Regions from separate parts of the Drosophila melanogaster genome. Here region 2 is linked to region 1. Evidence: chromatin contacts called from public targeted proximity ligation data. All regions are on one chromosome and are shown on one strand. The core of a region is the stretch at or near the end of the contact, and the rest is flanking DNA. Distances in the headings are between cores, read along the strand shown. Region 1 holds the start of CG9205. Region 2 holds the start of bab2 (bric a brac 2).

The links.
Region 2: a targeted proximity ligation map of the Kc167 cell line shows a contact between it and region 1, with 4 times the contacts expected there. A contact is called at or near these places in 16 of 107 Hi-C or Micro-C datasets (the Kc167 cell line, the ML-DmBG3-c2 cell line, the OSC cell line and 6 more) and 1 of 7 datasets of targeted methods (the Kc167 cell line).

Annotation. Positions count from the first base shown.
Region 1 is chr3L:1,033,254-1,035,953 of dm6, forward strand. It overlaps CG9205, which reads left to right and starts at 1,444. Exons shown (of 4, transcript NM_138231.2): 1 at 1,444-1,632; 2 at 1,957-2,208; 3 at 2,307-2,700. The coding sequence starts at 2,121. trio (trio,) reads right to left here and starts at 1,622. Exons shown (of 17, transcript NM_167847.2): 1 at 1,245-1,622; 2 at 397-812. The coding sequence starts at 575.
Region 2 is chr3L:1,175,989-1,178,954 of dm6, forward strand. bab2 (bric a brac 2) reads right to left here and starts at 1,288. Exons shown (of 5, transcript NM_079155.3): 1 at 993-1,288.

The DNA of each region.
Region 1 (2,700 bases), core at 194-2,693:
TTGTGATGAAATCTAGAAAAGCAACATATTTAAATGTACAAAATATGAAAATGGTCCTCTTTACTTTGCTGAGTGTTATCATATTATTGCAATTTTAAATTATTATCATGGCTAGTGCTTATCAAACAATAACTTAACGTAATAAAGTGCAGGCATAGATTAAGAATTAGCTGCACTCTTTTTTTTCTCGGCAATATGTTCATAATTATTTATCTTGCTGTATTTTAATATATTTATACTTCTACGTGTGCTTTCGTAATACATAGATAACATAAATATAGTTATAACATAGACAATTTTGAGATGGACGACCTTTGCCCAGATCCAATTGGATGTCAATAGAACCTAACTAACTAAATGGCTATTCCTATGTGGTAGTAGCAACTACATCCTCACCTGGGAATGCTGATCAGGTAGCTGAGGAGACGCCGCAGATCCTCCGGCTTGAGGCGATCGCGACGGGGCGTGGCCGGGAAGCAGAGGAGCGGTCCGCCGCGCCGGTCCCGTCCGCCCGTGAGGAAGACGACCCGTTCCTGGAGGAGGGTCAGGAGATCCCTGGCCCGCTGGCCGTCCATGCCGTCGGCAGGGGAAGGGGGAGGGGTGGTTAAAGCGGCCGGGGGTTAATCACTGGAGGGGTTAAACTGGGGGGTCTCCGCCCGTTTTTTAATCCGACGATGGGCACTGCAGCATAACGAATTCCAGCCTCGAATTTCACTTGTTTTGGCTCTGTTATTAGTTATTATTATGAACCGCTGCTTTTGCTCATTGATTTTCGCAAATTTCTCGCTGGCATTTTCATGGTCACTCTTTTGCTGTTGTGTTTGTGTTGTTGCGGTTTTCGTGTGTTTGCCCGTGTGTGCGTGTGTGTGTGTGGGTGGAAAATGAGTGGGGAAGCAGAGATGCAGATTAGCAATGGGTATTTCACTTGGTTTTCTAAATGCTACACATAATTTGCACACAATTTGTGTAGTTTTCCTATTTTTAGATGCAAGGAGTGGAGTTTTTTTCTTCAGTCACCCTCGCACTTTCGTGCGTGTGGGAGTGAGAGGGAGATACAAACAGACGGGCAAACACACACACTCGCATGGGGGTGCATACATATGCGTATGTGTATGTGGCATGTGCACACATGTATACATATGTACTCCCGTTAAATGTCATAAATCACACGCAGCATAAAAACATCAAATAGAACTCGCGCAGGCAGGCACACAAGTTGAAACATTATTTGGAAATATACACACTCAACACAACATTCGCCACTGCGAACGGGCGAAAATCCGCTATGTTTTAATTGCCTCAATTTGAACACAAACTCCAGACGTATATATAGCCTGTATATACATATGTATATGCTATGTATATCTGTATCATCACATCATCCGCAAGCAGTTCTCTTGCGTCTTGGCTCTTCTTCTTGCCACTGCTTGTGCCACCAAATTGATTTTTTTCACTCGCGCTGCTTTTGTTTTTCACACGCTTTCCCACCGGTAAAATCACCCAAGTTACCGTTGCACGCAGTTCGCGACTTGACGCGGGCTAAGCTAAAATTTTCATTTTTCAAGAAACCGCGATTTTACGAACGGGCGCTCTCTGTTTTGTTTAAACAAATTGGATTTTGCGAAACGACAAGTGTGACCAGATGCCGAAACGGCTTACAAACTGAATTTTCAGCCTTTTTTAATCGAGCACACCGATTGCGTGCCTCGATAGGTGTTAATAATCGATAGTCATAAGGCATCGCAATTGAGTAGAGTTTTTCTTAAAAAAGTCTACATAGTTACGCTCATGATTATCTCAAAATGATACCTATGATTAAATATTAAATATTTTGACTTTTTTTAAATAATATGTAAAAATACCAACTATCTACGATAACAGGCATCGATTGTACTACTATCGATGCTCGCCTGCTAGCATAAGCTCGCTGATACAACACTGTCTGTTGTTCATTAGCTTCCGTTTCTGCCGAGTTTTACCAAATAAACCCGAATCAAATTAATATACCTGCAAACATTTTACGCAAAATCAAGAACTCGCTTCGCCAGCGCAAGAAGAAGCACCGCCCACGGCAGGCCACGCCCCCAGTGCGCCCCGATCCCAAGGACGCCGCCGCCAAAATGGAGAGCAACTTGAACAGGATCATTCGTGAATCGGCCAAACTGAAACTCTGCGGTCAGCTCAGCAAATACACCAATGTGATGAAGGGTGAGCAAACTTTCACCTTTGGAGCAGCACCTTCAAGCTCTCCATCCCATAGAATCCCCGCTAGAACCGCTTCCCTAATCGCAGCATCCACTTTGCAGGATGGCAGTACCGTTGGTTTACGGTGGACGCCAAGACAGGATCGCTGAGCTACTACCTGTGCGACTCGTCGACGGTGGGCGACGACATCGCGCCCTCGCCCCACGTCCTGGCCAGTGCTCCCAGGGGCCAGGTGCAGCTGGCCGGCGCAGTGGTGTACCCGAGTGACGAGGACTCTAGGACGTTCGCCATCGCCTGCGCCTCCGGCGATACGGTAAAGCTGAGGGCCAACGATGCCAGGGCCCGTCAGGAGTGGGTGGATGGCCTGCGGGCGGTGGTCGAGAGTCACATGAAGGCGATGGACATCAGCAACTCGTCGCCGCTTCCTCCGCGGGAATTGCTTGCCGCCTCCGATGCCATGGTTTCAGCGCGCCAAGCTCTGTTTCTCACGGAACA
Region 2 (2,966 bases), core at 38-2,537, 140 kb after region 1:
AGAAGATTCGCACATCTCCAAAGTCGACACATCAAAGCTGATTTTATGATTATTCAAGATTTTCATTTATTTATTACCAAAGCCTGGCCTTAAATAAATTCAAAATTATGTTTTAGAATGAGTTTCAGTTTTTCGTGAATGTGGAAGCAAAAAACTAATTTTTTCCTTCATATACAATTATAACTGCTGACAAGTATCTGACTCGAAATCCTAAATACTTCAAACTCCCTGATTTCTTGCCTTTCCACACTCTTCTTTCCTGCTTCCTCGTAATATATTATTTTCGTTTAATTATTTATAGCAAGCGCAGCTGTTGGCAGCCAAAAAAATAAAACAGCAGGCAAGCTGGGCACTTTATTTATTTATTATTTCTGTATTTATTTATTTAATTCAGTCTCGAGGTTTTGTATCCTTAAAGTGGGCCCGCCCGCACACAAAAACGAACACAAATACACGTTGAGAAACGGGGGGGCGGTGTGCGGGCGCTCGGACACATTTATATATTGCATATTGTATTTATTTATTAACGCTTATTTATTATTTATGCAGCAAGTAATAAATTACAGTCTGGATTTTCTCGTGTTTCGCTCGGCTTTCGCTGTGTGCAAAATGTTTACAAACTGTTTTTGGCGCGTGCCACCCACTCGGAAAAGCGGGAGCTGTGGAAAGGCAGGAGCTGTAGGAAAAGTTGCTCCTTCGAGTGGGTTTTCTTCTTAATTTTCCTGGGCGCCCAAAAACGACCAAGCAACATTGCTTTTTACGACCTTTTCGCTGGGTGGCTTGTGTTATAAATTAATAAATTACAATTTCTTTGGTAGCGCCAAGGAAAATGCGCGGAAAATGTGCGAGGGGGTCTGGCGGGGATGGCATTTCCACTGGATAACTTATGTAGAATAGTACATGGTCGAGGTATAAAATCGATTTTCATTGCAGCCCAGTCATTTGTCATAAATAAAGCACCATAATTAATATAATAATCAACGCACACATACATTTTTCGTCTGGTATTCACTCGATGGGTTCACTTTTAGTTCACTTTCTTGTTTTATTAAATATTAACAGAATACTTGTGTTTATGTTCTGTTTGTTTTGTTCACTGCATGCAACACATGCTGTTCTGCTTGTCGTTGTTGCACGTCACTTGTTGTTGCTTTTGCTTTGCTGTCTTTGCTGCCGCTTCTGTCGTTGTTGTTGTTGTTGTGGGTATTATTGTTGTTGTTGCTGGCTTTCAGTGGCCGTAAAAACAAACGCTGCACTCCACTCACGCCGAAAGTCAGATACGAACTGAATCTCACAGATAAACGAACTGAATTTCAAAAAATTGAATGAAACTCGACGCCGCGCTGCCGACGTCAGCTGCGCTGCCCGCTCTCTCGCGGCGAATGAGAGCGCCGGCGTGGTGTTTTCCGGTTTTTGCGGCGAATTGGGAAATCGACAGAGCGGCGGTTTAAGAGCGAAAGTAAGTGTGCTCTTTGCTTTCTTTGTTTTGAATTTTCAGAGATCTTGCTTGAAAAAAAATTGAAAATTTCGAAATTTTTAGAAATGTTAGAAATTATAATTAAAATGAAATCGTGATTGTATAAGAGGAGAACATATTTTATTAATCTGGAATGCAATTGTTTTGTTATTTTTTTATACATTTTAGTACAGATTAATAGTTTTTTATTCGAATCATATTTCTCATCATAAAAAACATACATTTCACTACGATTTTTATATAATTGTCTAAGACCCAACGTTTCTTTTTTTTTTCGTTGTCACATAAATTTGCGAAAGTAGTTTTTACTATATCAACATACTTCATTTACAATTAAAAACGAATCATATTTATTATAATTAGTTTGAATACTTATTGAAATAAGTTCTCTTATTTATATAAATGCCATGCTTACCAATAAATCGCAAAAATCTTAACAAATCGCCAAAGCAGCATGCTAAGGTCGCGAAAAAATTGCAGCCTACACCTGCAACTTGAAGAGAATAGCAACAGCAACTTGCAACCTAGCTGCAGCAGCAACAACAACAGCAACAGCAGGGGCAAGAAAGAGAAACTGGCCAATGTCCAGTAAGAAAGTGTTTCAAAATAGTTGCCAACCCTCTTTCTTCTTCTTCTGCATCATCCTTAACCTCCTTGTTGTTGCTTTTGCTGCTTAGGCACAGAAACTATGGCAAAAAAGAGCAGAGAAAAAGTGGCGACAGCAACACACTCACAACTTGGCCACGCCCCTAAAAGTGCCGTAAGAGGGCGCGAGTGCGAGTGGGACAGCAAGCTGCTTGCTCCTACACACGCACACACAAGCCAGCATGAAGAAGGGGAGCAGAGCAACAACAAAAAAACGGCTGAAAGACGAGCGAAAACAAACGAAAAGCTTCGGCTGCACTCTCTTCTCTGCTTCCTCTTCCCCATGCTGCCCCGCGAAAACGAAAACTTGGAGGTGGCAACCGAAAAGAGCAAAAAAGAAAAGAGTACGAGGAAAAGCTGAAAGAAAAGGAGGCAAAGACGCAGCAAGTGCAGCTAGTGACGTCACGCGGTAGGCGGCGCCTATGGAAACGCATTTTTAATAGGAGTTGTTGTTGCTGCTATTGCAGCATCTATAGGCCGTTGTTATTGTTTTTTGCGCAGCCAATAACAACAACTAAAATAAATCCCCCTTTGTTTTGCGTTTGCCTGTGTGTGCGTGTGCCCGTGTGCGCTGTATTTGTGTGTGCTATTTTGTATATTTTGCATATTTTATTCCATTTGCCCTCTCTCTTTTTGACCTTTTTGGCATTCGGGCGCCTCCACGAGCCTCTGCGAACTTCGTGCTCGACGCCGATTGGCCCGACCACTCGAAATATATCTATATATATATATATAAATATATACGTGTGTGCGTCTGTGGGGGCCAAATACTTTTATATATAGATATCTGCATATATAAATCGGGGGTGCACACATGGGCTAAAAAACGCGTGGCAATTCGCAA